6 separate regions of the Mus musculus genome follow, and all the other regions are linked to region 1. A link is a contact called in public Hi-C, HiCAR-type and promoter capture Hi-C data. All regions are on one chromosome and are shown on one strand. The core of a region is the stretch at or near the end of the contact, and the rest is flanking DNA. Distances in the headings are between cores, read along the strand shown. Region 1 holds the start of Zfp120 (zinc finger protein 120). Region 2 holds the start of Nxt1 (NTF2-related export protein 1). Region 3 holds the start of Napb (N-ethylmaleimide sensitive fusion protein attachment protein beta). Region 4 holds the start of Fkbp1a (FK506 binding protein 1a). Region 5 holds the start of Cstl1 (cystatin-like 1). Region 6 holds the start of Nsfl1c (NSFL1 (p97) cofactor (p47)).

What was found. Promoter capture Hi-C pulls out the DNA fragments that hold promoters and counts their contacts. A called contact is a pair of places that touch in the nucleus more often than the background predicts. HiCAR-type assays count read pairs that join an accessible place to other places. Capture Hi-C pulls out chosen DNA fragments and counts their contacts.
Region 2: a Hi-C map of CD8 T cells shows a contact between it and region 1, with 9 times the contacts expected there. The contact joins the promoter of Nxt1 here to the promoter of Zfp120 in region 1. A contact is called at or near these places in 1 of 39 promoter capture datasets (pre-B cells), 5 of 484 Hi-C or Micro-C datasets (CD4 T cells, CD8 T cells, forebrain and 1 more), 3 of 115 datasets of contacts at active chromatin or transcription factors (astrocytes, embryonic stem cells and large pre-B cells) and 1 of 9 other capture datasets (liver).
Region 3: a HiCAR-type map of astrocytes shows a contact between it and region 1, with 4 times the contacts expected there. The contact joins the promoter of Napb here to the promoter of Zfp120 in region 1. A contact is called at or near these places in 1 of 39 promoter capture datasets (liver) and 3 of 115 datasets of contacts at active chromatin or transcription factors (astrocytes, embryonic stem cells and neural tube).
Region 4: a contact with region 1 is called in a Hi-C map of B cells, with 6 read pairs. The contact joins the promoter of Fkbp1a here to the promoter of Zfp120 in region 1. A contact is called at or near these places in 1 of 39 promoter capture datasets (pre-B cells), 1 of 484 Hi-C or Micro-C datasets (B cells) and 2 of 9 other capture datasets (adipose tissue and liver).
Region 5: a contact with region 1 is called in a promoter capture Hi-C map of embryonic stem cells, with 3 times the contacts expected there. The contact joins the promoter of Cstl1 here to the promoter of Zfp120 in region 1. A contact is called at or near these places in 1 of 39 promoter capture datasets (embryonic stem cells) and 2 of 115 datasets of contacts at active chromatin or transcription factors (astrocytes and large pre-B cells).
Region 6: a contact with region 1 is called in a promoter capture Hi-C map of adipose tissue, with 3 times the contacts expected there. The contact joins the promoter of Nsfl1c here to the promoter of Zfp120 in region 1. A contact is called at or near these places in 1 of 39 promoter capture datasets (cranial neural crest), 1 of 484 Hi-C or Micro-C datasets (B cells) and 2 of 9 other capture datasets (adipose tissue and liver).

What each region holds. Positions count from the first base shown.
Region 1 is chr2:150,133,858-150,138,525 of GRCm38.p6, reverse strand. Zfp120 (zinc finger protein 120) reads left to right here and starts at 1,848. Exons shown (of 4, transcript NM_181266.2): 1 at 1,848-1,958. The coding sequence starts at 1,884.
Region 2 is chr2:148,670,396-148,675,063 of GRCm38.p6, reverse strand. It overlaps Nxt1 (NTF2-related export protein 1), which reads right to left and starts at 2,449. Exons shown (of 2, transcript NM_019761.6): 1 at 2,229-2,449.
Region 3 is chr2:148,730,607-148,735,274 of GRCm38.p6, reverse strand. It overlaps Napb (N-ethylmaleimide sensitive fusion protein attachment protein beta), which reads left to right and starts at 2,855. Exons shown (of 11, transcript NM_019632.3): 1 at 2,855-3,009. The coding sequence starts at 2,912.
Region 4 is chr2:151,539,640-151,544,307 of GRCm38.p6, reverse strand. It overlaps Fkbp1a (FK506 binding protein 1a), which reads right to left and starts at 1,825. Exons shown (of 5, transcript NM_008019.3): 1 at 1,564-1,825; 2 at 1,443-1,490. The coding sequence starts at 1,600. Gm14167 (predicted gene 14167) reads left to right here and starts at 1,837. Exons shown (of 3, transcript NR_166213.1): 1 at 1,837-2,055; 2 at 2,704-2,885; 3 at 3,423-3,582.
Region 5 is chr2:148,748,133-148,752,800 of GRCm38.p6, reverse strand. It overlaps Cstl1 (cystatin-like 1), which reads right to left and starts at 2,440. Exons shown (of 4, transcript NM_177655.4): 1 at 2,401-2,440; 2 at 1,647-1,990. The coding sequence starts at 1,874.
Region 6 is chr2:151,492,314-151,496,981 of GRCm38.p6, reverse strand. It overlaps Nsfl1c (NSFL1 (p97) cofactor (p47)), which reads right to left and starts at 2,800. Exons shown (of 10, transcript NM_198326.3): 1 at 2,570-2,800; 2 at 301-398. The coding sequence starts at 2,674.

The DNA.
Region 1 (4,668 bases), core at 599-3,098:
TCAGGTAGACTCTTCAGACAAGGGCATAAAGCACCCATCTTCTTCACCAAAAACAGTCTCTAGGCCAGATACTGAAGTTCTTCTTCACTGAAACATCTTGGGCCAGGTCTGCACAGTACAAGTCACTCTCAGCAGCAGAGTCTTCCAAATACCTACTAGGATAGCCCAGTAAGCCTCAATAGAAACATTCCACTGCTTGCAACTACTCTGTGTCCCCCCAGCACACTCCTACCCAGCTACATAACAGAGTTAAGCAAGATTTCTGAATTCTTTTACATTGTTAAAAATAAATAAATAAAATGTACTTGCTGTCTCCTAAGCATCAAGGAGCTGGGGTTATGGGCTGGTGATTCATAGGATAATCAAAAGGGATCCTGGAATAAATAACCAAATTCATATATAATTAAAAAAAACAGGCTTTTGATCTGCATATGATGAGCTAGCAGGAAGATACTGCACTACTTTTTAAAATGTTTTTTTCAGTATTGAGAGCTGAGCTATCTGGATATCTCTGGAAAGCAAACACAGCTCTTCAGGATTTTTTTCTAACATTCTAATGTCTGAGGTTAGAAACCCAAAGAATTACTTAGAGAGGCGACACAGCTCTGTTAAAATATTTTCTAGCAGTTATCCAGAGAAGACTATGTGAAGAGTGAACACAGCAGATTTTTTTTTCCTTTCTGATTTTGAAAACCCAAGAATTACTTTTAGAATTTTTCTAACAGTATTTTTTGAATTGGTTGGAAAAGCCACGAATTTTTTAGATCAGTTTTTTCTGACTTTGGTCAGAAAACTGAGGAGCTATCCAGAGAGCGTTTAGAATTTTTACTAGCAGAGAGCTGTCTCAAGCAGAAAGCTAGCTGTCTCAACCTCAGAGGTTTTAGAATAGAAGGTAAAATCTGTCTAGAGCAGAGCAGAACACACAGACACAGAGAAAGCAGTCTGGGAAGCCATCTCATCTGGAATGCTATCTCAGCAGAACATAAGCCAGCAGCTTGGACCCATGATTTGAGTTCTAGTTGCTTGTTTCCCTGTTGCTCTCGAACACCCCTTCTCTTAGGAATCCAGACCTAGGTGAGGTTGGTCCTCTGCATTAGTGTTCTCTGTTCTTTCTATACATTGATACATTTTTGTATCTATACATTTTGATACATTTATTGGTTAGATCACAGATAATGATTAACAGGCAGCATTGGCTCCTTAGCCATCTACTTTTACAGCGTCATTTACTGGATGGTTAGCTAAGATTTTGTAATAGAAGATGGACATTCTAGAGGCATTTCTGTCCATCACTTTTATAATTTACAAAATGTTTCTGCATGACTTTGAGCTATATGCCATTAAAAATCTCTGCTTTTACCTTGTGATCAAGTTCAGAAGAGGATTTAACATAGCATGCATAGGGGTAGGCAAACCTATATGTGAACTTATCAACATTCCCTAAGTAAAGTCTCAATGATTCCAAAAGGAAGAAGCGGAAGTGCCTACTGAGTGTTGTGACTGGAGCTTTGGAAAGCTCCAAATTTGCAATGTGGCCCACAGTGGAGAGAGGCGGGTAACTCAGCAACAGCAAATTGGAGTTGTGGGTCTTCCCCTGACCAGGGTGGGGGAAAAAGACCAGCAAGCAATTGGAAGACAGACACAGGTGGTACTGAAATGCAAATTTCTACAGACCCGGAAAAGGACTGGCCTCTGCTGGCAACCTGTGCCTGGAATTATTCCTCTGTGTCCCTTCAACACACTCTAATCCTATGGGTGGTGTGTATGTCACTCCAGATTCACTAGCCAATCAGGACATCCAGCCGGATCTGCCACTCAAAAGTGAAGGCGGGCTCTTCCGGGTGCGATCTTGCAAGTTCCTCTTTTAAAGCTGGCAGTCGCGAATGTTTCTGCTTGATGTGTTCTGTGTACCGCTCCTGGGTGCGGGGACCTCAGGCAAGCCCAGAAGTTCCGACATGGTAAGTGCCAGGCGGTCTCCCACAAAGGGGAGGAGCAGGCGGCTGAGCCAAGGGGGCTGGAGTGCTGGGTCGTCCCAGGGCTCAGTAGTAAACAGCAGCCTGACAGAAGCTGAGACTTGTGAGCTTCCCTGTGGTCCTTTTCTCTCTCTCTGGACCTGGCGGTGGGCACTGAATCATCTCACTAGCGTGGCTGCATCTACACAAAACATTTGGGGAAAGGGCTTCTGTGTAGAAATACCCTTGGCAGGATGCCAAACTCGGAGAGCCCTAGTTTCTATAGTAAGTTTTGGCCTTAGCATTTAGGCATTTTACAGGTAGGTATAAGACCCATTTCGAGTTAATTTTGTGGAGCCTGTAAAAGGCATCTCGTGTGTCGGATAGCACTCAAATATTAAGCGGTGATGTAGAAGAGTAAAATTGATGTAAAGGATCTAGACTAATGCTTGTAGTGACGGCAAGTCGAATGTAGGTGAGAAAGGACTGCCCCTAAAACTCCACACAGGTATGTGCTATGCTAAAAAGGCCGAATGGAGAATAGGATGCTAGAATACATGTGGTAGTGTACCAGGATTGTCCAGACATTTGTCCACAAACCATAACATAGGAGACAACTCTGCTTTACAATCATGAATTAGGCCCATCCTGACTTCAAAGAGCAGGTCTCTAACAAGTGGCTCCAAGGGGTAAAATAGGGCCACAACCAATTTTAAGGCCTGGTGTGCCATAAAGGTCTGGTTTTCTTCTTGAGAAAAGCATCGTTTTGCCACATGGGCAAGACTACAGCTGGTGACAACCTTTTGAAAAGGAAAAACACTGTTTTGGTGAGGACTGGCCTGGTCAAGCAAGGCATAGAACAGCTCCTTCTAGGTCTCCAGAGCCAATGCCAGCCTGGGGCTCAGGCTTGGGAGCTTCCCCTAAGGCCCTGAAGTGCTGAGAATAAAATAGAGCTCCTTCTCTAAAGCAAGGACGGTGCTTGGGAGAGCGGGTGGAGGTCTGGGGCCAGGGCCTTCGGGGATGGCTTGCTTCAGACCCTGAGATCCCACCACATGCGGCTATGGTTGTCAGTCCCGAGTCCAGTGTGGGCTTGGTCAGGAACGTTTTTGAGAGGTTCTCTCTTCCTGTTTCTCCAGCTTTCTTTTATTAGCTCCTTCCTGTGGTTTTCTCACTGTATAGTAGTTTGTGCTGACTTCATAAAAGTCTCGTATCTTGTTCCATTTTCCCCCTGTAAGAAGTATACAGGATGCTGTTCTTCAGAAGCCTGTGTGGCATAAGACAGCCTATCCAAGACACCCCCATCACAGCTTTGATACTTTCTTCCGTTTATTTATTTATTTATTTATTTATTTTTCCAGGCAGGTTTTCTCTGTGTAGCCCTGGCTATCTTGGAACTCACTCTGTAGACCAGGCTGGCCTTGAACTCAGAAATCTGTCTACCTCTGCCTCTGCCTCCCAAGTACTGAGATTAAAGGCGTTTGCCACCACTGCTTTCTTCTACTTTTCCAACCTTCTCATCTTCTGGCACCTCAAACTCAGAACCCCATCACCAAAGAGTGGCCTGCTGTTTCAGTGCACTGGTATACTTAAAAATAATTCTGGTTATATCTTTGCTGTGTAAATCTCCCATCTGTGGGACTTTCGGTCTCCAGTTCATATTTAAATTGCTTAAAATATCACCTGGGGCCTGAACCTAAGAGAGACTTACATGAGACAGCATATGTGGAATGTAAAATCTGTTCTTGGCTGTCTCTTCTCTAAGCATTAGCCAGAGCTGAATGCATGCTGCAATGAAAGAGATTTTTCTTAATTAGTCTTGTAATCACTTACGGAGCGATTTCTCCTGGGGAAGGTGTAAAGATTCTAGGAGAGCTGCATCTTCTTCCCTTTACTAGAAGTGTTTCTATGACACGCTATGTTGACTCAGGCACCTTTGATCCCAGTCTCATGCTCCCCGGGCAATAACCTTGTTTTCCTATGGATGAAAATTCTTAAATTATTGAGATAAAGGATTGTACCACACCAGTGTTTTAAAATTCCCCATTTGAGTCATGTAATGAAGTGTTCATTTCAGTAACAGGTGAAGGCTTTTGCCTGTGGAGCATGCCTTCTGCCTTCAGACCAGAGTAGGAGGAGCAGCTTGCTGTGTATGCTCTTAGAAGAAACAGGATAGCTAGACCACAGACTAAAGTTCAAAGGAGTCAGCTGCGGGCATCACCATTATGAAGAAGGACTTAGTTCACACAGGGTGAATGTCTTTGTAATTTTCCAGCATGTATTAATTTATGCATATTGGTTGTGGTGGCTATTCCTGGTAGTCAACTTGACTATATCTGGAATGAAGTGCAATCCAGATATTGAGGGCACACCTGTGATCCAGATCTTGAGGCCTCTGACTTGGATGTTGACATGGGATGACACAAGCTTTTTCGTGTGTGTGTGACGGGGAGAGTGGTTCAAGACAGGATTTCTCTGTATAGCCCTGGCTGTCCTGGAACTCACTCTGTAGACCAGGCTGGCCTCGAACTCAGAAATCCGCCTGCCTCTGCCTCCCGAGTAACACTGTCTTGTTAATGTCATTCCCTCTACCAGAGTAGGCTGTGCTCATTTTCAAAGTCATTATGCCTATGTGTTCTTTCAATTATATTGATATTTTTACAAAGTCAGTTGTTGGTGTTACTTTTTAAATTTCATTATCTTTATGTATTGCTGTTCT
Region 2 (4,668 bases), core at 1,200-3,699, 1.5 Mb after region 1:
ACTCAGGTCGTTAGGTTTGACAGAAAGCACCTTTACCCATTGACCCATCTAGCTCCCAACCCTATTTTTCTATAGGTAACAGAACATTTACATACTACAGGCAGATGACTTCAGGCTCAGACTCAAGCCTATTTATTTTAAAGGCAGGGTCATGATATATAGATCTGGAATCAAAGGCAGTCAGCTCAATGGCTACCTATTTCATCTTTCCAATCCTTAGTTTCCTCGAGAGAGAGAAAAAAGAAAAAAAAGGAACAGAAAATTAAACTAGACAGTGCACCACCACATCCAGCACTGAGTTAGGGACTTTAAGTCAGGAGTGGTGGAGCACACTGGAGAATCTGAGACAGGAATTGTAGACCAGTCTGGGCTAAATAGTAAGCTTGGTCAAAAAAAAAAGTCCAATATGTTCACCTTACAATGGGTTTTAAAATCCATTTATAATTATTAAAGTACATTTGATACCTGAAGTCTGCTTTCCTAAAAGCGTGGATAGGTGTGACTGCCCCTAGGCAACCAGGGTGTGGCTCATCTTAGTAAAACCTGTGTCTCCCGCTGTAGAAGTGAGTGGTTACTGACCCAACAAAGGAGAGCAGGTGCCTGTATGGGAAAAGACTACCATGAAATAATCCAACAAGGACCCAGAAGATGCAGGGAATGGCATATTTCTCAGGAGAGTGGAGGACAGTGGTTACAATGCCCATAACAAGTAAACCCAAGACTAACTAGAATTTATGTCTTCAGCATTAATGGCCACCATTTAAGACCAGCAGGGCCATGACACCATAGCAGAAAGGCTCTAGCATTCAAACAGTCTCAGGGAGATTCCGGAAGATCACAGTTCCTTAAAACATTAAAGTTCCATCACATAAGCAGCATGGCTTTTCTTTTTACAACAGGAATGGCTGCTAATTTTTTCTATGGTTAACTATTTCCACTTAAAAGAACCTAGTACTGATCAATATTACTGAAAATAGGACACAAGTAATTTATATTATTTGCCAATTTCCAGAAACAGGGTCTCTACAGAGTAAGCTTAAAACTTTAAGCTGTGAACACATGCTTTTTCATTTCAAGAGCCTTTATTATTTTATTGAGACACGTTCTCTCTATGTATTTCTGCCACTTCTATGTAGACCACACTGGCTTTGAACTCATGACATCCGCCTCTGCCTTTTGTGCTGGGAATAAAGGTGTGCACGACCATGCCTGGGCCAACATTTTTTTTTTTTTGGTTTTTCGAGACAGGGTTTCTCTGTGTAGCCCTGGCTGTCCCGGAACTCACTTTGTAGACCAGGCTGGCCTCGAACTCAGAAATCCGCCTGCCTCTGCCTCCCAAGTGCTGGGATTCAAGGCGTGCGCCACCATGCCCGGTTTCATTTTTTTAAGCTTATCAGTTTATGAACGATGGATTCCACACAGAGCAAGGAGGAAGCTGGCCCTATAGATGAATTCGGAGCCAGCTTGATACTGCTCTTGCCACTCTCTCACCAAGGTCCTCCGACTCAACAATCAATCTGAAGTGCTGTTTGCTTAGTAGTTTAGGTACATTCCCTCAATCATCATTGCACAAGTCACTGTAACAACTTTACAAAAAGAGTTACAAACTTACTTGCTTCATTCTACGGAAGCAAGGGAGTCAGAGCTATGCTTACTAAGTTCCAGGATTTTTTTGAAAGCAGTTCTATATGAAAACAGCTCTAGGGATGCTGGCTTAACAATGTTCTCCAAGGTAACCATATTTCTCTGTCCAACCACCTCATCCCCACTTCTTTAGGCCACAATGCTTCGCCCTAACATTGGTCACGCCCCCAAAGATGATCACCCCTATTTCTGGTCCTCAGCTACCCACAGAACCCGGTCATCTTTCTCTCTTAAGGAGAGAGCAGTACGACCGAAACATAGTAGAGTGAGAGTCAGAAAGATGCTCCACTCCCATGGTTCATACTGTAGTTTCCTGGAGTTGGACCTCAGAAACGGCAGCCGTGCCCCGGGCCTCATTTCCAGCTGGGAGTCGCTTCTTACATCCCCCGGCCCCAAACTGCTGCTCTCCTCCGGGTATGGCAAACTCACCGCCACGGTTCTGCACATAAAAAAGCCTGATGCCAGGTTGCAGAGACACCACGTGGAGGAAAGGACAACATCCATGTCTTATTGAGCCTAAGAAAAGGGAAGAGGTCCCTGGTGCCGCGGCGTTGCCAGACGGCCAGGCAGGAGCGCTCACTTACCTGCTCGATCTCGGTCAGCGCCGCCAAGGCGACTCGGTCCCGGGTTCCGCCCCGGTCGCGGTCCCGGGCCAGAAGAGTTTCTCTCCTGTTCTCCTCTTCCTCCCAGAGGCTCCGCCTGAGAAGCCGACGTCCAGGAGGCGAGGAACGGTTAAGCGCCGGTAGTGGCTTCCCGCGCGCCGCAAGCTGCAATGTGCGCAGGCGCTAGCATCCCGGTTCCCGTCGACTCCCGCCTCCCCGCGACGGGCAGCTACGCGAGCCAGTAGAAAACTTGGCTCCGCCCAGGTGTGGCGGCAAAGACAGTGTAGGTTCCGGGTTAGGCACTATCCTAGAAGATCCGGTTGAGGGAGCTCTGATTGGATGTTGTGGAGAGGGTGGAGTCAACGCGCTTAGCTGTGGAAGGCTTGGTTAATAAGAGATATCTGTCTTTGCTAGATCTGGCTCCCTTCTTCTGTGTGTGTTGGGATGATATCTTGTGGAGACTCGTGAAGCTTCAACGTGGAGCTTCACTGGTTGATGCTAACTAGGGAGACAACAGCATGGCTTCAATAAGGCTCTGGACTGAACCCAGCACATAGACACCCGTAGTGTAGGAACCCGGTGGAAGGCTAAATCTGAGAGTCTGTGGAAGTCCTTGTGGTCAAATATGGTCAAATATCTTAGCTGAGCGCACCCTTCCTAAGGTGAAGCTACTTAGAGTTGACAAGCAGATGAACTTATAAGAGAACAAATTTTAGTCTAGTGAGAACTGAGGTCGAAGAGGCGGGCAAGGGGACAATGGTAGTTGACTTTCTATGCAGTGCAAATTGAGTTTCCTGCTGGCTCCAGCTGCGGCGCAGTACCACCTCATTTAAGACACTGAATTTGTTTTAATCTGGAGCTGTCTAGATACCTAGCATAGAAATGGAGCCATTTCGCGTGGGAAATTGGGAAACTGCTTCGTGTATCAAAACCCAAAGAGCTAACTTTGCTGAGACCTGATTCTTTGCTTCATCTGCCCGGCTAGGAGAGCTGTTTGTAAGTGGCTTTGTTCAATTAAGTACTTTAATCTGTATTTTGTTACCAACCTCTCGGCTCCTTTTGCTCATGTTACTAAGGGAACATTTGTTTTTAGATTTAAGAAACGAGAATGGCTGTTCAATATAGGTCACTTCCCACTGGAGTTAAGTGAGTGAAAAGTTTTCATTATTGAAAGAATTAAGTTGGAGTCTGAGTTTCAAGGATGAATAAGTGCCTTTGGAGCAGTAGTTACACAAAAATATGTAGTAAACCTGGGGATAAAGTAGTGGTAGGTCCCAGGACTTTTCCTGAGGGAGAACTTGACCTTTATTCTTTCAGTAGCCCTTGAATTTGGGAGATTAGAGATGCCTCTGATTCTAAAGGACTGGCCACTGACACAGTTGAGCGTATTCGTCAAGGTTCTCTAGAGGATAGAATCTCTCTCTCTCTCTCTCTCTCTCTCTCTCTCTCTCTCTCCCTCTCCCCTTCCTCTCCTCCACCCCTCCCCCCTCTCCCTCTTTCTCTCCCCTTCCCCTCCCCTCTCTCTCTCTTTCTCTCCCCTCCCCCTCCCCCTCCTCCACCATTCCACCACCCCCATATTAGTCAGGGTTCTCCTTGCCTCAATCTCCTGGCATTAAAGGTGTGTACTACCTTGTTTAGCCTAAACTTTTCATGGCCACTATGCCCCAAAATCTCCATGCCAAGATGCAGGTTAGAAACTTGTGTCTTCCAGCCTCAAGATCTGGATCACAGGTGTGTCCTCCAATTCTGGATTGTAGTTCATTCCAGATATAGCCAAACTGACAACCAGGAATAACCACTACAATCCATCCCTTGTCAACTTGACATAAATAATATCTCATGTCCAGACCGTCAGTGAGTGTTAGGACTGTCACCTTCAGTGTATGTGTGAGTGTCTGTGTAATGGTGGTTGAACACAAGGCCTGCTCAGCATGCTAAGCAAAATCTTTGCCCACTCTTCAATTTTGGACTTGGCAGTTTCTAGAGTCAGTGTTGAAAGCTGGGCATACACATAGTTACTTGCAGCTTCAGCACTGTGTCTTTTGGGTATCATCAGTGTGATTGTGATGTGAGTTTGCCTACCTGGTAACCAGCTGCCTCCTCTGTAAAGCACGAACACTAATAATATTCTTGGGAAGAGCTTCACATGGGTCTCTGTCCAAATTAGCATCCAGAAATAGAACTGAATTATGTTTTATACTTTATGTACACAGTAACTTCATTTGCCAACAGTCCTAAGGAAATGATTGGCTTTTACATTTGGAACAACCATATGACAGATCGGTGGGATTTGTTACCCAATCACATGAGCAGTTTTGGTAAATGATCCTGGCCTAAGCAGCTGTGGAGCGGTGTTCCCATTTGCTACATGGAGCCAGACCAGGAGGAAGAAGGACACCATCTGGTCCACACACAGAGTTGG
Region 3 (4,668 bases), core at 1,606-4,105, 1.4 Mb after region 1:
CTGTGACCAGATGCTTGGTGCTCCTCCACCTTAGTTTTCCTTCTCTGATCGACCAAGACCTTGAACTGTGGGTCAGGATTATTATCTCCCTTAAGTTGCTTTTGGCAGAGTATTTTCTCAAAGCAGAAGAGAAATTAAGGTAAATGTCCTGGAAGAGGGGGCTGATACCCTAGCAGACTCCTTAGGGTAGGAAGGGTCACCAGAGGTGATTCTATTTCTCAGCTTGGGGGTCTCCAGACATACAACATGGTCAGCACTACCAGGGTGGACCAGGCTGTTGACTGACTTCCTCTAACCTATCTGTGGTGGCTTAAAACTGCCTTTAAGGTCAGCCTGGCCTATGTAGCAAGCTCTAGGACAACCAGTATTACAGAGAGACCTTGTCCCAGAAAAAAACAAAACAAAACAGCAAACAAATAAACAAGGTTGAGTCCCTCTCATCAAGAAATATCATCCAATTCCCCTCCCTGTATGTAGGCTAGCTTTACCTCTTTGCTTCGGTGTAGAAAAGTGTCACACCATTCTTTACTGTTGAGGCTTGGTTATAAAAGGTGGCCCTACTCTACCTACAACTCTAGCAACAGGCAGATGGCCACATCCTCTACTCACGAACGTCATTTTCTGTTAGAACTGGGGATTTCAGATGAGTTCAGTCATGCCTCTATGTTGGAGACCATACCGTGAGAAAAAGCCTTTCACAGTCTCCCACCCTGACAAGCCAAATGACCTTGTGCTAGGAGCTGCTCATCACTTCCTTCTCCCTGTTCCCTTTCTGGCACCTGAGGCTGTAAAAGCTGAATTCTTCCTTATCTCTTCCTGATTCCCATGACATCCAAGGACACGAGTTACTTGCTGAGCCCGGACTGACACCCAAGGCTGTTAAGGAGGATTCGAATTCCGGAGATAAGACGAAGAATGCCTGCCACCTGGAGCCTGACTTCGGCCTTCATGTCCCCAGATGCCCACTTCTTTGTTCTTTGTTAATTCCCCCTCAATCCCTCCCTATTCCCCTCGATGTATGCTTTAAGAACCACTGTTTCTGCCTAATAAACTGAGACCTTGATAGGAATCCCTTCTTGGTCTCGGCTTCTCCTTTCTCTCCCTCCCATTTCCGCCCAGGTTTGCAGTCCCCCTCGAACCCACGAATAACTGAGTCCTGCTGGGTGGGATAACCTCTATGGACTGTTTGATATGGAGAGTGGGCCTTTAACCTTCTAATCTACTCTTCTTTGTATTCACTCAGCTTGAATGTATCCGGAATGTCCATTGAATAGGATGTGCCCAGAGCCACTGTAAGGTAGGTGCCACAGTCTGAATGAATGAGCATCCATTAAAGGCAGATGAGTGAAATGTCTGGTTTTTGAGGTGTGCTTTGGGAGAATGTATTCTGGTTCCTTTTCATCCAAAGCTTTAGAATTTAGAATGATTAACTCCAGAATAGGGTAGAGTGGAGATCTGGACACCAAAGACTAGTGGCAGAGGGATCAATATTTCTTGACTATCCTGCAGAGTTGTTCCATTCAGCCAGGGTTGGGAATTGCTCTGATCAACACACTGCTGCTGCCCATGATGCTTAGGAGTTGACTCAATCCACCAAATTCCCCAACTGACTCCTTTTCAAATGCCAATGTTGGTTCACTTTTTGCAATTTTTCTCTCTTCAATCCAACATCCACTGCCACCTCCAATTTCCTACCTCCGTCTACCCTCCTGCTCCAAACTTGCAAATCAGTTCTCCAAAGTGAAAAAAAAAACAACAACAAAAAAACAAGCTCATAGTAGTTGTAAAAAAAACTATGCACCAAGAGCCGATATTCCCCTCTATCTTGAGAGCATCCTGCTATGGTTGGATCATGCCACACTGTGACATCAGTTTTGGTAGCTTGTTTCCAGGAGTTTAAACGCTCTTGCTATGTTCTCTGAAAACAGGCTTCATTTTCTTAGACAAATTCTGCTTGCCAGTTCCTACAGCGTATTCATGAAGAGTTTTAAATCATCAGAAACTCTCATTTGGCAGTAATTCTATTTGCTGCACCACCTAAGAAGTAGCACTGCCAAGCATAAATGGTCTAGACATTGTATTAAAAAACACCTCCCTCTGGGACAGGCCTAGAAGTCACTGGCACAGGATTGCATCTATCTATGGATATTTAGTAGATTAGAAGTCTTCCTGGCAGACAGGAATTTTGTCAAGATCCACCCACTATAGCCAGCATTATGTAAAGCATAAGAGAGTTCACTGGCTTATAGCCATTTAATAGAATTCAGTCAATAACAAGAGTAGATTGTGCCTACAGGAAAGATATGCAATCCATTTTTAAACAAGAGGACCAAATGGAAAGTTGTAGTTTGGGGACGCTTAAAATCAACTCTGAATTTATATTGGGGATGATGATGCATTTTTAATGTCTTGCTGTCAGAAATTAAAAATAGCTCTTTAGGCCAGCTGTTGCTGCTTTTCTGGCAGAGTTGGGAGGTGGGGCACCACATGGTTGACTAAATTGAGCTGAACTGCTGCATTAGATTAAATTTTGCAGTATTGCTTGTAGAGTGTCTCTCTGTCTCCCTCTCTCTGTCTGTCTCTGTCTCTATCTCTGTCTCTCTCTCTCTTTCTTTCTCTCTCTCAACCTTGAAGTCTACCTCCAAGGGTCCAAGGCCCAAGACCCCTCCAGAAGGCCACGCCCCTTCCCCCTCCTCCAGGGAGTCCGGGAGAACGCCCGGCCCTGCCCAGCAGCCTGCTGGGAACTGTAGTTGTGGTCTCTGACAAACTGGCATTAAGGTGGAATGTAGGACTACAGATCCCGAAAGGCCACGCGTGCCGCGCCTGCGTGTCCGCACCTGCTGGAGGGAGGGCTAAGTCGTCCCGGGAGCCTAGCTAGTCAGCAGAGGAGGCTTTGGCTGCAGCGGGTGACATGGACAACGCAGGGAAGGAGCGAGAAGCGGTCCAGCTTATGGCGGAGGCCGAGAAGCGAGTGAAGGCTTCCCACTCTTTCCTCCGAGGGTTGTTCGGGTGAGCGCCAGAGGTCTTGCCCTTAGGGGTCTTGGTGCCCGATCCCCTGCCCAGCCGGCTGCCACCGCAGAGTACCCCGCGCAACTGCTTAGGGTTACGGGATTCCCAGTGGCCCACGCTCTGTTTTGGGTCCCGTAGCATCCAGGGCCTCATCGCATCCCTTGGGCCGTGTCTGGGGTGTCTCTCCAGTCAGCACACACTGCAAGCCCCAGAACCTTTTGGGGATCCTCAGGCCTTGGACACCCCTCACCCACACCCGGAGAACCTCTAGCTCACAATCCCCAGGCACCCTTAAACAACCCAGAACACCTACGCGTCCTCGGAGATCTCTGTGGTCCCCCAAGTCCCATGCGTCGCCAACGGTCCGGTGCTAGCTCCAGGGTCCGCGCCAAGCTGCCTCTTCAAGGATGCCACCCCTCCTGGTGGACCAGATTTATTCATTTCCCCTGGTTGGGCCCGTAAATCCCCCGGGGGAGCCAGGACTGTGAGGTTCTGGAATTCAACCTGGAGTTTGGCAGCAGCTGGTGGCTCGTGGGGAGCGCGAAGTCTGCGCCCCTGTATCCCGGGCACTTGCCCGCTGGCCTTGGCTCAAGGGCCTTGAAATCATATCCTCCTTGGTGTGTTTTTCATTTGCCAGAGTGACTTGTATCCGTAGTTCAGGCTTCCCGTTTGATGAACTGTATGTAACATTGCTCCTTTTTAAAGTCAGAGTATCCTTTGGGAATCCCGTGATTTTGTTAATTCTTACATATCTTGGTAGGGAAGGGTTTGGTTTACATTCTGAGCTTTCAAAAAGCAAAACCTGCCCTGAGAGCTTGTGGAAGAATTCTGGGCTGTTGATTATGCGAATGATTCAGCTGTTTATGACAGCGGTAGAAATTACGTGTGCCTCTTCTTTTTTTTCTCCCATTTGAAAGTGAAAGATCTGTACCAAGAACAGATTTTAATTATCGAGAGGGACTAGAGGTACATACTAAACTGCTGCATTGTGAGACGCAGTTTCTGTAAAAATTCAGTATAGACACTTAAGTGCTGAAAATGTACCCAGTGAACTTTGACTTTTATTTTTACTTCATTCATCTGACTACTAATTACATTAATTATTATATAATAGTTTAATTGAGCCCCATTATGTTTGCATCTCCAGGAAATGCTTAGAGTCACATTGATACAGTTTATGGTACCATGGTCTGCCAAGATAGAGAAGGAGACCATGCTTGGAGACCCCTAAGGGCATTTGTCTCTGCTAGTTCTTAAATTTCTCATGTAATATGAAGCTTGGAAGTGTAGGTGTAAGTTATAGATACTGCTTCCTCTTTCAAAGGGACAAGGAGCATTGCAAGTGCCAAAGACTAATTCTTGTCTGAGTCACAAAACACACACTGGATTGCATTCAGTCTGTGTGAAATTTAATGGCAGAGTAGCTCACCTTGGGAGATGATGTTAATACACATTCCACATCGGGATGTGCTTCCTTGAGCCAGTTATGGACATTTAATTTTGGTCAAGAGGAGCACTGTTTTGAGGAAACTATGTCAAATCTTGAGACACTCATCGGAAAGGATTTTGAGGAATCTTTATTTCTGAAGAAACATCTTTTGGGCCGTTGCTGCCCTGTCAGTGGCAGGCCAGGTAGGAAGACTTTCATTTCCCATCCAC
Region 4 (4,668 bases), core at 576-3,075, 1.4 Mb before region 1:
ACAGTGGGGGGGGGGTCACAAATGAGGAACTCTATTAAAACTGCCTTAAACACATGTTTGTTTTTTAAAAAGCAACAGCATCCTTTTTCAACTTGCTTTCAGAGGTGACTAAACGGATGACTGTTCCTCTATTAGCCCTCCCAAACTAAGGTGCTGATTGGTCTTACCACAACAGCTACTGCGATTTGGTCCATGAGAAGAGTCTGTTCTTGCCAAGATGTATTTCAATATTCCTTCCATTGGCAGCTTTTTAAAGGTCCTAGTCCTTAACTTCTGCCATCTCCTGCCCGCTTCTCTACTCAAGAAGTCATAGAAGTAAGGGGGCACAGAGAGGAGGATGTGAGCGGGCTGTCTTGTCTTCCCTTCCCTGTAAGTCATTTCCCTCAAGATCGGGATCCTCCCCTGATTAGGGAGAGAAAGGCAACTTGAGCCAGAACAGCTTGGCCAGATCAGGCAGGAAAAAAAAAAAAAGGTGGGGGTGGTGACAGTGGAGGGGAGCAGGGAGAAGCAGACGAAACAGAGGAAGGATGGGGAGGGGGACAAAGGAAAGGGTGGGAAAGGGAAGGAGGGGGAGGGAAGCCGATTCATATCAGCTGTGGCTACACCACTCTGCCTAGCTATGAAGGCACAGTCAGCTCCCCCTCCCCCTCCCCAACCCAGGAAGACCTTGTAAGGGCATGGAGTAAAAAATGGTCCCAGGGCCAGCAGTCTTGATGCTTCAATTCTGGCTGAGTATGCGCGTCTTTAAAATCTCCTTTGACTTAGTTACTGTGCACTGCATTCACGACCCCCCAGTTTCCTTTATCTTTAAAAATGGGGGTGAGAAAGTCTCTACTCCCAGAAAGGGGAAAGGAAAATGTTATGGTATACATCCTTTGGTCTGGAAATCACTGCCATGGAGGCTGAGATTTGCAAGTGGGTCAAAGAGAAATAGACATTGCATTATCTATTTCTGAGAGGGCACGTGAAGCCACAATAATGACTTCGCAAGTGGGTCGTTTCCCACCCGCCCCAGAAAGGTGAATTCAAGGGTTTCCCTGGGAAAGGGTGGCTGGGCAGACTAGGAATTTTCTCCCCTTCTATCTACTGAAGGAAGAATCCCGACGCACGAAGAAGGCATCAAGCCATCGGGGTTCAGAAACGGTTCAAATCTTCCCGAAGGGTCCCTGGCCGGGAGCGTGTGACCTCCGCCAGGCGATGAGTTCGCCCCAGCCTCAGTTTCTACGGTTGGACAGTAGGCTCCCTGCGGCATCCGGGGCCGCACACCGTTCAGGGCGGACGAGACTGCGCCAACCCCATGTCCCGTTCGGCGCGGCGGGCCCAGCCTGTCCCTCGGGGCATGGCCACCGCCCAGGCCTCGGCCGCCGGCCACGCGGCCACCACGCCCCGACTCCCCAGCCGCCGCCCCTCCCGCCCGGCCCCACCCGGCCGGTCCGACTCACCCGTGTAGTGCACCACGCAGGTCTGGCCGCGCTTTGGGAAGGTGCGCCCTGAGGAGAGACAAGACTGCAGGTGAGTGGCTGCGAGCGGCGGCCGGGAAACGGGCGGCGGGTGTCTACTCACCGTCTCCAGGAGAGATGGTCTCCACCTGCACTCCCATGGCGGCGGCGGCGGCGGCGGCGTTGGCGGAGGAGGAGGAAAAGGACGCGGGTGGCGGCGCGACGGGCGGCGTGGAGCCGGAGCGGACCTGGCGGCGGTTCAGAGGTTCGGCTTCGTCCCTCTCGTGGCTCCTGCGCACGCGCACCGCACCGCACGGCACGCCCCGCCCTATTTGCGCGAGGCGCTCACATCCCTGAAGCGGGGCAGCTAGGCGGAGGGACCGGAAGTCCGGAGGCCACAGACCCCCGGATGCAGCTGCGGCGGAAGGCGCGTCCTGTTGGCTACTCCCGGTTTTCCTCTGCGTTTCTCCGCCTCGGAGACGCCGCAGTAATAACGGGCCCACCAGCTACTGACGAGCTCACTCAGAGATGCTTTACTTGCGCACACCTAACTAATTGCCCTGTAAGGACGATAGCTGTGAGTAGGCCTTGTACCTGTGGAACCAAGGAAACGTCTGTAAGTGGCCCTAGGTTCCGAGCTCCTTCTTGGAAGAGTCAGTATTAACACTAGCCTGCGTGAAAGCCCACTCTTCCACGAATACGTATATATTAAATATATGGAAATAGAGAGGGGAGTGGTGGCGCACGACTTTAATCCCAGCCCTGGTGTAGTCTACAGAGCGAGTTCCAGAGCAGCAAGGGAAGATAACCCCTGTCTCAAACAAACAAAAAGAAAAAAGTCATATATGTATGTATGGGGCTCTTGTGAGTTTTGCTTGAATACCTTCAGTACTTTAAAGAATAAAAACTTAATGGGCTGGAAAGATGGCTCGGGTGTTAAAAGCACTGGCTGCTCTTCCTGAGTTCAATTCCCACACCCACACGGCAGTTCACAACTATCTGTTACCTCCAGTTCCAGGGAATCATATACTCGGTGTACAGATGGATACATAGACAGAACACTCATTCACATAAAATAAAACTGCCAGGGTTGCTGGTGCAGACCTGTAACCCCAGTGCTGAGGATAGGAACACAGTCAGTCTAGCCTATTCAGTGAGCTCCAGGCCAGTGAGAAACCTTGTATTAAAAGAGGTAGACAGAGACCATAGAGACCACGTTCCCAAAGACCACGTGTCCAGCTGAACCAATCTGCCTCCATCTTAGGCTGAATTCAGAAATTCAGAAGCTGGATCCTGCCCTCTGGCCCTCTGGGACTGAGGAATTGTACCTTAGGGGTGCACACCTTGGAGAAAGCACACACCTCCAGTTTGTTGGACAGCAGGATCAAAAACCAACCCACCAACACCTTAAAAACATATGTATTTATTTTATGGAGGCATCCTCTGGTAAGTCATAGAAACTTTTAATGTTTTTTTTTTTGGTGACATCTGGTTTCTGGTTCTGTCAGATCCCAATCTAGGGACTATAAACTGCTCCAGAGGCGATCTACACCACAACAGCTCCACAAACAAAACCAAAAAGTCCTGGACTTGCTGAAAGTTGATATAAATCAGTCTAGTCGATGTGATACTTCCTGTCTCTTCATCTGGGTCAGCAAACCAGCTTCGGATGAATACCTCACTACCCTAGCCCACCCTGGCCTTTGGGTAATACCCCAGCCTTACTGGGCTCTAACAGTGGCATCCTAATTTTTGCAGGAAGTAGGTTTAGAGGAGAATACATCTCTTGTTCTCAACAAAGGGTCGGAATATTAGGTCTAATGGAACTAACTCCCTGGCAAAGGAGACAAAATAAGTACTTAAAGAACTTATTGGCATACCAAGATTATGTGGCCTTAAAATATTGGTTTTATCTATGCTAACCAAACAGGTATAATTTATGATTTCATCATTTGATATGCTCCAAATTTTGTTTTCACCCAGATAAAGAATGCTAAGACCTTACCAAAGATTTCACAGGGACACAGAAGACAAGCAGGGAATGAAGATCCAGCCTGCAACCATCTTAGGCTTAAAAGCCATCTTATCATAAAGACAAAGGAGGTCCATTCCTATTTATGATTAAACTTCTGTTTTTCAAGGATTGGGCTATGACTCACCTGTAATCTTAACTACAAATAGTTCAGTACTGCCTGTTCCAGGAATGGCAGTCATGTCTTTGTTTCAAAGAATTGTTTATAACCATCTTGTTTCAAAAGATTATATGACCACCTTGTTATGACTATGACTACCTTGTTACTCCCATCTTGCAACCATGTCTTTGTTTCAAGAGATCATGAGGGCTGACTTGTTTGCTCTGGTCCTATAACTCCACATATTTTGCCCATCAAATCCCCCATCTGGAAATTCCCTACCCCTGAGCTATGAAAGCCTTATTTTTCCTCACATCCAATCTCAAACTCTGCCTTGGGGAGAGGCAGCCTTTATAAACAAACAAAAAAGCCTGCTTTAATTCTCCTCCCATCTTTTGGATTAACACAACCTCCACACATAGGCATACACACAAATTTGCACGTACATATGTACTCACACAATAAATATAAAAGAGTTTCAACTATATTTCACAGTATCTAAATCTAGATGATCCTTCATTTCATTCTGAGAAAGCTCTCCTTTTGCTAGTTTGAATTGGACTTTCTGCTACTTACAGCTAATAGATTCTTGGCTTATATAATATCCCAACTCATAGATCTTGACCTTGAAGGCCACCCTTGCTGGTCTTTCAGCTGCTTGAAGGTATAGGTAATGACTACAGGGAACTGCTGTAACATGCCCCAGAATCATCTGTTAGAACCCCCAGAATCCTGTGCTAGTGTGACGTGTGGCCAGACAATCTGTAGTTCTAAACATTCAAAAGCAATACTCAAATCAGTTGGTTTTGGGTGTCTAAATATTGTGGTCAGAGCCAGGTGGTGGTGTACACCTTTAATCCCAGGACTCCAGAGGCAGAAGCAGGCCCGTGCCAGTCTAGTCTACAGAGCAAGTTCCAGGAGAGCCAGGGCTGCACAGAGAAAGCCTGCCTCAAAACAAAACAAAAAAAGAAGAAGGAAGAGAGAAGATTTATTTGGGCTTGCAGCACCAGAGAATTTCTATCTCCATGGCAAAAAAAGGAGCATGTAGCAGACAGAGGCTGTTTACTTACAATGGACCAGGAAACAGGGAATGAAGC
Region 5 (4,668 bases), core at 1,191-3,690, 1.4 Mb after region 1:
TAGAAAAACCTAAGGCCAGGTCCCAAGGCAATTGCTCATGGCTGCACTGCTAACGCAATCTCAGTCCTAGCCTGGAATGCCCTAGAATGCACGTGCTCCTCTGCTGTCATCAAGGTGGCCATTCTACATATGCACGGGGATGTTGTAGAACTGTGCCAACCACTGTCACACTGCCTAGCCATCGGCAGGTTGTATGTAGAGGAAACCTAAAACATGCATGCACATGAAACTTCTTACTCACTATTAGTCTCCATTGTTCACTTAGAATACAGCCATATCAGTAAATATTTGACAAGTGCCACTAGGTGGCAGCATTGTGCTAAATTGTTGCTGTTCTGACTCATTTTGCCTCTGAAGAAGCGGCAGGAAAGATTCTAGATGATGCGTAATCATGATTCCACAGCTGGGAACAGCTGAAAGGTGAAACCAGGCCCACCACTTACCACGCTTGTCTACTACCCCCTCTTTGCAGGATTGAGACGTTCAAAGTCACATCTAGATATTGAGATGTCCAGAAACCTGTGTCCATGATCCTCCCTTTCCAAGTGACAGGTCCAAATTGTCCGCTTATCACTTTAAATAACTTCAAGTTTGCATATAAACATTTAAAAAATATTTTCGACTAGTTAACTGTTAATGGTAGAAGGTTGATTTCACAGGTTATATTAGTATCTCAATTATAGTTTAAGGAAACCGATCAAAGTGAAGACGAAGCAGCGCCACCTTGTGGTTATAGTGCATAATACCAAGGAATCCCCAGGAATGTCTGTGTTGGGATTAAGGAACTTTAGCTATCAAACTTACATTGCCCACCCGGCCCCATGTCTTCCCCTTCTTGCTGTTAACTCCTGTTCCATCTGCTTTCCATTCTCTCTGACTAGTAATCTTCTCTCATAGTGAACGATTTCTTCTCAAAACTGCATAGCTAGGAAGCAGAATTGTTTCTGACTGGTTTGATCTGACCTTGAGGAAACATTGGCTCAATAGTTTTCAAGCAAATGCTTTCCTCTACCGCCTTTCGACTGATAAGATTCACAACAAAGTTGTGTGTAAAACAAAAGAGAAGGCACAATGACACGCACATGTGATCCTAGCACTCACATGGAAGGAGGGAGGACTGTGCCTAAAAACAGGTAGAATTAATCTGGCTGCATTCCCTGACCCCATTGCTCTCACCAAAGACTTGTTGCTCTAAATGTCTCAAACACAAAATTCAATCCTGATTTACAGTCCTGGACACTGAAGAAATAAAAATGCTGTTGGAAGTAAAGGAATCTACAGAGCCTGCTTATGGTTTTTCCAGATAATATCATTAAAAAAAAAAAAAAAAAAAAAAAAAGACATCCCCATGCTGCCCTCTGGTAGGCAGAACAAAATGCAATTTCTCCCATAGAACAATGCAGAGTAGCTACAGGTCAGCTTTTGGCCAAGGAAAAGGTAGTAAGGATTAGTTTCCAGCCTGAGGCCAGACTAGGTCACGACCTGGCTGTGATGACCAAATGAGCTGCTTAACTCAGAGATATCGTGTGCACCCATTGCACATGAAGCTACCTGAGGAGTTTCCAGGACTTGGTTATAGAAAATCCCCATATGTCTCAAGAAGCAGGATGGGGCTTGTGTTGATGTCCGGGCAACAAAGCACAAACCTGCATCTGACCTTGAATTAGCTTCTGAACTTGATACAAGTAGGTGTCGTTGCTTGCGTTGTTGTAAGAGCGGATGAAAAAATGGAGTGTCGAGTTGATGTTTTTCTTGCTCATGGCCTTCTCCTTGAAACCCCCCCACCTCTGGATGTGATTCACCTTAGCCATTACGACCACAGTCACCAGCAACAGCAGCAAGGGGATCCTCAAACCTCTGGCCTTCATCTCCATGGCTTCGGAAGGCACTTAGCTGCAGTGCTGCCAGCTTTCGAGTGCAGCAACAGTTCTCTCCGCCTTCCACAGCAGTCTTGCCGGCATTGGCTTCCTGGGAGACAGCTTCACGGACCCTAAAGCAGAGATCAAGACACTGAGTTCACTCTTCCAAAGTGCTAAGGACACTATCCATGGAAAACTTCCCAAGGGCCAGAGCAGTGCTCCTGCCACTAGCAATGGCCATTCTGTTCTTTAGCAATCCAGGTTAAGAGGTTGTCTCTGCACACATACCAAGCCATGAGAGCGTTCCCTAGCCTTGCCTGTACATGTAGTGTGATCCCAAGAACAGACTTCAGAGCCACACAATAAAGACATGCTATAGCAGAGGGCACTGTGTATGGAAATAGATGAAAGTTTATGGAATAAGTTGTATTTGAACTGAGACAAAGGAATTGACCACATGGAACCTGGCGTAGTATATTCCACCCACCTTATCAAGTCACCAGCAACCCCTGTGCTTCCTCAGTCAGGTCCCCTTACTCACCTGCCTCCTACCTGCCACAGATTTCTCTCTGCTGTTTCCCACTGTGCTGGCAGGTTCCCAGGCTATCCCTTGTAATCCTGTTATGACCCAGCAGAGCTTTGTGAGGTAACCCCAAGCTCCCCATGTGAAGTCAGCCAGGAGTCTTACTCAGAAATTATCGCTGCAGGGTGCAACCTGTATGTTAAGAGCTCATTACAGTACCCTAATGTTTTGCCCCCAGCAAAAGAACAATAGTAAGAGAATCAACAAAGCCTTGGACTAGAGAGATGTTTTCTTCAGTGTCAGCATAAGGATCCTAGCTTAGATCCTCAGCACTCACAGAAAAGTCAGATTGGGCTGTGAACACTAATAGCCATAGTGTTGGAAAGCAAATATGGGTGGGTCCCAGGGCCTCACCTGTCAATCAGTGTGGACAAAATGCTAAGTCTAGGTTCATTGAGAGACCTAGCCTCAAAAATAAGACAGAGAGTAATGCTGTAAGACATTCCAATAGCAACCTCTGGCCTTCATACACATCTACCTGCACCAACATACACACACACACACACACACACACACACGCACGCACACACACGCACGCACATATACCACAATCTGAATGTACTGTAGTGACTGTATTGTGAAATGCTAACTTCTTAGTTTTATAGTTGTACTGGGATTATGTCAATGTTTCAGGAGGTTAAAGACCTAGGCGAGGTTCTGTGGGCTTTTGTTTGTTCGGGATCTTTTCAGTCTATTTGTAAGTTTCATATTATTTCAAAATTAAAGTTTAAACGTTAAAAACTAAAACTAGTCATTGAGAAGCAGAGTGATATGGCAGGCAACACACATGTCTCATGCTCCAGCTGTACTCTGGAGATTCTGGGCTACTTAATCTCCCTGAGCCTAGATTTTTTCATCTCTGTTTTTGAAACAGAGTCCCATTATAGAGTTCTGGCAGGCCTGGAACTCACAGAGATCTGCCTACTGAGTACTGGGATTAAAGGTGTGTGCCACCACACCTAGCATTTGTCCTTGTGTCCAGCACTGGAGATTTCTCAAAATCATCTGTGTGATTCTTCCTGAATCTGATTCATATGCTGGATCCATTGTCTGATGAGCTCCTAGTCCTAGTCTAAGCTTCATTGTGTCCCTCCAGTAATAATAGTTTATAGTACTATTAGGGTACCACAGCGTCCATATTGTGCTCCATAGAGTCCTAGAATCTGTCGAGCTCCAGACATGGAAGCTTTAGAACACTCTAGGTTGGATGAGCCGAACTCACTACAAAATAGATGTCTCACCTATACCTTTCTCCTCTGTATTAGAAATGACTTGTTAAGTAAGCTCTGCTACTTGGGTGGAGGAAGAACTCTGCTTATTGACAATCAACACACTATTAATTAAGCTAAATATAGCCAACAAAATTGGATTGTTATGTGCCAGCAGAAGGACAGAGGTGTACGAAACATTCTGTTTAACTGAACTTGGGGTTCAGTTCTTTCTTTCTTTCTGCTATGTATTTTAAATTTTTATTTTATATTTATGAATGTTCCGCCTGAATGTACATGTGTGTTCCACTTGTGTGCTTGATGTCTGACAAAGTCAGAAGGGAGCGTCAGAGTCCCATGAGCTGGAGTTACAGATGGTTGTGGACCACCAATGTGGGTGCTGGGAATCAGGTACAGGGCTTCTCTGCAAGAGCAACAGTACTCTTAACTAATGAGCCATCTCTCCAGCCCTGGGGCTGAGCTTTTCAAACAGTCCTCTGCTGAGCCTGAGTGTAAGTCATAACTGCACAATAGAACTGCTTCCTGCCTCATGTCAGTGTGGGCATCTTGTTTCCTGAATTAGTTCCCCCCAAACAATACCAGAAAGACTGATGATTTGGAGGAGAAAATAAATATTTATTTAATCTATGGGATAAAGGAGAAATAACTGGCCTATTTGTATCAATGGGATATAGAATAAATGGGCAGTTTTTTTTAATGTTCAAGAACTAAGTGGGGTCCATTGTCTGGTGAGCCTTAAGCCTTAGTCCAAGCTCTTTGTGGAATAAAGACAAAATAGAGACTCTAATTACAATCATAAATATGAGAAATACAGTGAGTATCAGAAACCTGCCTTTGAATTAAAGGAAAAATAAGGAGCCAGAGATATAATGCCATAAGGAATGAAGACAAAAAGGGGGAAGTAAGGGGCTTGATAACACACTCGAAACAAAGGCAAAGAAGGTACTTGCTTATCTTCACAGAATTGGAAAACTGGATTCCTCATTATAACTCTGAA
Region 6 (4,668 bases), core at 1,551-4,050, 1.4 Mb before region 1:
GGCCCACAATCATGTATTAACTCCAGTTTCAGGAAATCCAATGCCTTCTTCTGGTCCCCACAGTGCATAAACATACAGGCAGGCAGAACACCCACTCACATTCAAAACAAAAACAAGGAAGCAAGCAAGCAAACAAACAAACAAACAAACCAAGCCACAAAAAAACCCTTGTAAGTTGACCTTTGAATCCCTCAGTTCTTTTTAGTTGATCTTTAAACCTCTTGGTTCATAATCTGTCAAGTCAGAAAGGAAAGTCCCTTTTCTGGAAACATTCATGTAGCAACTGAAGTTGGTCCTTACCTAGGAGCTGTGCCTCTGGACACTGAACTTGGGGTTGCTTGTGAAATGGTCACAATGTCTTCATCCCCTCCATCCTCATAAAAGCTTGCAAGTGCAATCTAAAACACACAGACAGAGTACTTTGGGACCCTCCAGGCTTTCATCTGACACATATCTCACAATGGAACAAAAACATGAAGACAAAACCCATACTTTGGTTCCTACACCTGGAACCAAAGAAGATTAGATGAAAAGGCAATAGACATGTTAGCCTGGAAGTGAAGATGGGGATATATTACTTCAGGGGGAAATCCACCCACCAAGGGAAACAAAGATACTAAATAAAATTAATATGAAAAACATAAAGGAAGACCACCAACTATTATTTATCCATGTGTCAGGTCGTCTGTACACTATATATTAATTCATTTAATCTACTCAGAATTTCGTAATTAGTATCATTATTGTCTCACTTTATAGCTGGCACAAATGGACTGCAAAATGAAGACAGCTTCTGGAGGTAAGAAGTGGGGTCAGGTTCAACCCCAGGCAGCATGCTCAGGCCCTCAAGCTTATGTTCTAAGAGGAAGAAGAGTATAGGGACAGATGCTACATTTCCTTTCTTTGTGAAGCCCGGTTCCTGTTTGAAATGGGGATGCTGTTCCACCAAACCTATAAAACTGAAGGAGATAATCACTAAAGTTAACGCAGTCACCTTAGCTTTACACATGTGAAAGCCCTTCATATGAGTCCTTTGGTCATTTGTGACTGTCGCCAACTCAATGAGAAGGCATTGATTTATCACACATTCTCCACACAAAGAGAGAAGACAGAACAATGAAGTCCCACGGAGATGGAGGAGGCACCTCCTGTCTAAAAGGTAACCAACTGTCTAGGAGGAAATGAGCTGTCATGGGACAATCAGTCTGAAGGTATTCTTCATGTAGTATAACCAGCTTCTGGGAAGTCATGTGCCATCGTAGGAGTTGTACTAAACTGACATTTAGAGAACCTGCATTCAAGTCCTGGCACTGCTAGTCAAGTTACCACACAGGTAAGAGCCTCAGTTCGGATGATCTACTGGGATAGAAGCTTTTCTCTTATGTATTTCCACTCAGCACAGAGGCTTCACAGCGCCTTTAAGAGCATCTTTCTGTTTGTTATGTTTTTGAAAGAGGGACTATTTACTCCTGGAACTATGTAGATCAGGCTGGTCTCGAACTCAGAGATCTTCTGCCTCCAGAGTGCTGAAAGAGTTAAAGGAATAAAGATCCCTAATGTTTGGGAAGCTAAATATTACAGTCAGTAGACATGGTTACATCAGAAAGCTCACACAGTGAGCACATTCGGTGTCCCTTTGAGGGTCCAATTCCTTATCCATAAGATAGGGTTAGTCTTTACCTGTTTAATTAGTAGTTAGCTCTTCAGCAAGTTATTTATCCTCCAAGTCTCAGCTGCAATGTGAGACATGTAAATGAGACATTCTGTAATGCTGAACAGTGCCTGGCTTGTTGTAGGTACTCAAGAAATATTAGTCATCGTCATCTACCTAAGATGTAGGCTGGCCAAGGACATTTATGCAATCAATTCTTTCTAACATTAATTACTGTGTTTCTGAGCAATAAGAGATGGGTGTTGCTCTAGGGATCAGAAGTGTGCAACATTTTATGCCTGGTGGAGCTTTGCCTTCTAAATTAATTCCTTAGTGACTATTTACTACATGCCAGTGAACAAGACAGTAAGTCCTAAGAAATTCCCATTTTACAGTTAACTACGAAATGTGCAGAGACCCCAAACGTGCGCCACAATCCCACAGGTAGTTTCTCCCTGCAATTAGGCAAGAGTGGGGCGTGGGCTGATGCCTTGCAGGGTTTCCCCCACCAGCACAGCATCCTTGCAGAAGCGGAATCGGAAGGCCACCGCGACCTCGGTGGGGCTCCATCTGGAAGCAGGGCACTCGATTCCACCCGGCCACCCGCAGGCACTCGCCGTGGCAGCCACGCCCCCAGGCGACGACTCCACGCGGACTGCGGCAGCGCCCAAAGTCTCGCCAACACTGCGAGCCCGCAGGAAAACAGAGGCCCTGCAAAGCAGGGCCCGCCCGCCTCCATGAACTTCCAAGCCAGGCCGGTGACGCGTGGCAAGCGACCCCAGGCACCATGAGGCCTGGGCCAGGCAGGGCCCAGCCCCGCAGGGATGACTGTGCGCTTCGGCCGCGTAGGGATCGCAGAGCCGACGCCGCACTCCGTATTCCCCAGCCCGTCCGAAGCGGCCCGCCTCGCGGCGCTACCTGCAGGTCCCAGCCAGCCGACTCCAGGAAGAAACGGGCCCTGTCCTCCTCAGTGCCAGTCACCGCCACGAACTCCCTCAACGCGTCCTGCCGCTCCTCCGCCATCTTCGCCCCGTGCACTTCCCAAACCGCTCCGGCGGACACTGCAACAGCCCGAACCCCAGGTCTGCGTTCCGCCCGCCGTTCTACCGCGTCCAGCCGCTGGGCGCCTGCTCGTAGGCTCCGCCCAATGCGGTGCCACAGGAAAAGCCCTCCGTGTGGGAAACCTAGCCGCCTCGCGCCCTCTGGTGGCCCCTATGTGAGCCTCACCTTAATGGCTGAAGTAGAAGGTCGATGGAAGTGAGTAGGGAGGGGCTGGTTTTCCCACAGGATGAAGTAGTCCCGAAATCAGATCCTGGAAATTACTCATGGTCTCATCCCTTTATTTCGTTAATTATTTATTTGCACATTAATTTCCTTCTTGAAGCATTACGCTGTCTATGGCTTGATGCTCTTCCAAGGGCTGTGGAAATAACAGAGATAAAACAAAGTATCCTGTCTTCTTGTTGCTTATGTCCTTTGACCCTAACAGTTCTAACCGATGCTCACATCCCCATGGTTTCCTATCTTAAACTAGTATAAGTCTCAGCCTGCCACTTTCCACAGCATCTAGCAAATCACCATTGCATTGCCACTGGCAGGCTGGCCCAGGACAAGGAGACTCAGAGCAGAGGTAAGATGGACATGTGTCACCTACAGAGAAAGTTTAGAGCTCTCTCTCCAACAGTGCTGCCCCTCAAGTGAAAGTGGGGACAAGTGAAGCTGGGAGCCTCCTAAGTCCATCTATTTATCCCTCATTTTCAAGGTTAAACTGTTACCATCCTACAATCTGCTAAGTTGGTGACCAGCAATTATTCTACCAGAACTTATTGAGTGTTCAGTGAGGTTCCTGTCAGCTGATTATATGCTTTGTTTTTCTCCTCTTCTTCCTATGCCTGACTCAGAGCCACATTCACTGTGCATGAAGCCACTACTAATGAATGTGTGAATGAATGAATAAGTGAATGGATGAAATAACACATGGATCAGACAATGAGGATCTCACAGGGAGTGGTCTATGCAAGAGCCCCTTTCAGTCTTTTTGTTCCACAGAGTCATACTATGAGAATGAAGAGCAGGAAGTAGCTCTGCCAGGGGCATCTCCAACTTCTAAGCCAGCCTCGGGCATGGCTGCAAACGCGACAGCACTGGATTGGTGTGAATACCGTCCTTTGGTATAACTGCAGATCAGTCCCACTGTAACCAACTGAAAAGGCCCACAGAGGCCATTTGGAACCTAACACATTGCAGAGAAGCAGTAAGGAGAACCCTATCTGCTTTTGATGCTGGTCCGATTCATAGTCAGCCCTCTGCCCAGCCTGACAGCTATCAAGAAGACTATAGGAATAATTGTGGGTGCAGGGCATTAGGGTTCCCTTAGCCTGCTGAAGGTGCTGTGTTCACATTATTATCTATTTCATCATAAAATAAACCTCTGCTAGGTAGAGGTTAGTATTCCCATTTTACAGGTAAAGACAGAAACCAGAGGTTCAGTAGGACCACACCTAATGAAAAGTACAACCTGGGCCTTGCCGTCCCAGCTTCTCAGGTGCCTGAGACTGAAAGAGTGACCTTGCAGAGCATATTTAAAGTCAGTCTGGGAAACAAAACTAAACCTGGTGAGAAAGTGAATCCATGCTAAAAGGCAGAGGATGCAGCCCAGTGCCAGAGGCCTTGCCTGTCATGGGAGAGGCTATAGTTTCAATCCCAGTTTTAAACAAATGTCCTAGCCTGGAAGTTTGGAGAAAGACTGACCAAGCCTCTATCTTCGCTGTCTCTCTACATATACACAGCATCACCCACAGCTCCACCTGTGGTCAAGTTCTGGTTTCAATTTAAAGCTGACTTTCTTGTCATTCAGGTATGAAATGTACCCAGAACCTATAGCTTCCAGTTAGTCCATTCCACATGTTCTCCCAAATATCCAGGGCACTCCACACAATACTCATGGCTTCCAGACTAACACACACACACACACACACACACACACACACACACACACACTCCACCACTACCACCAC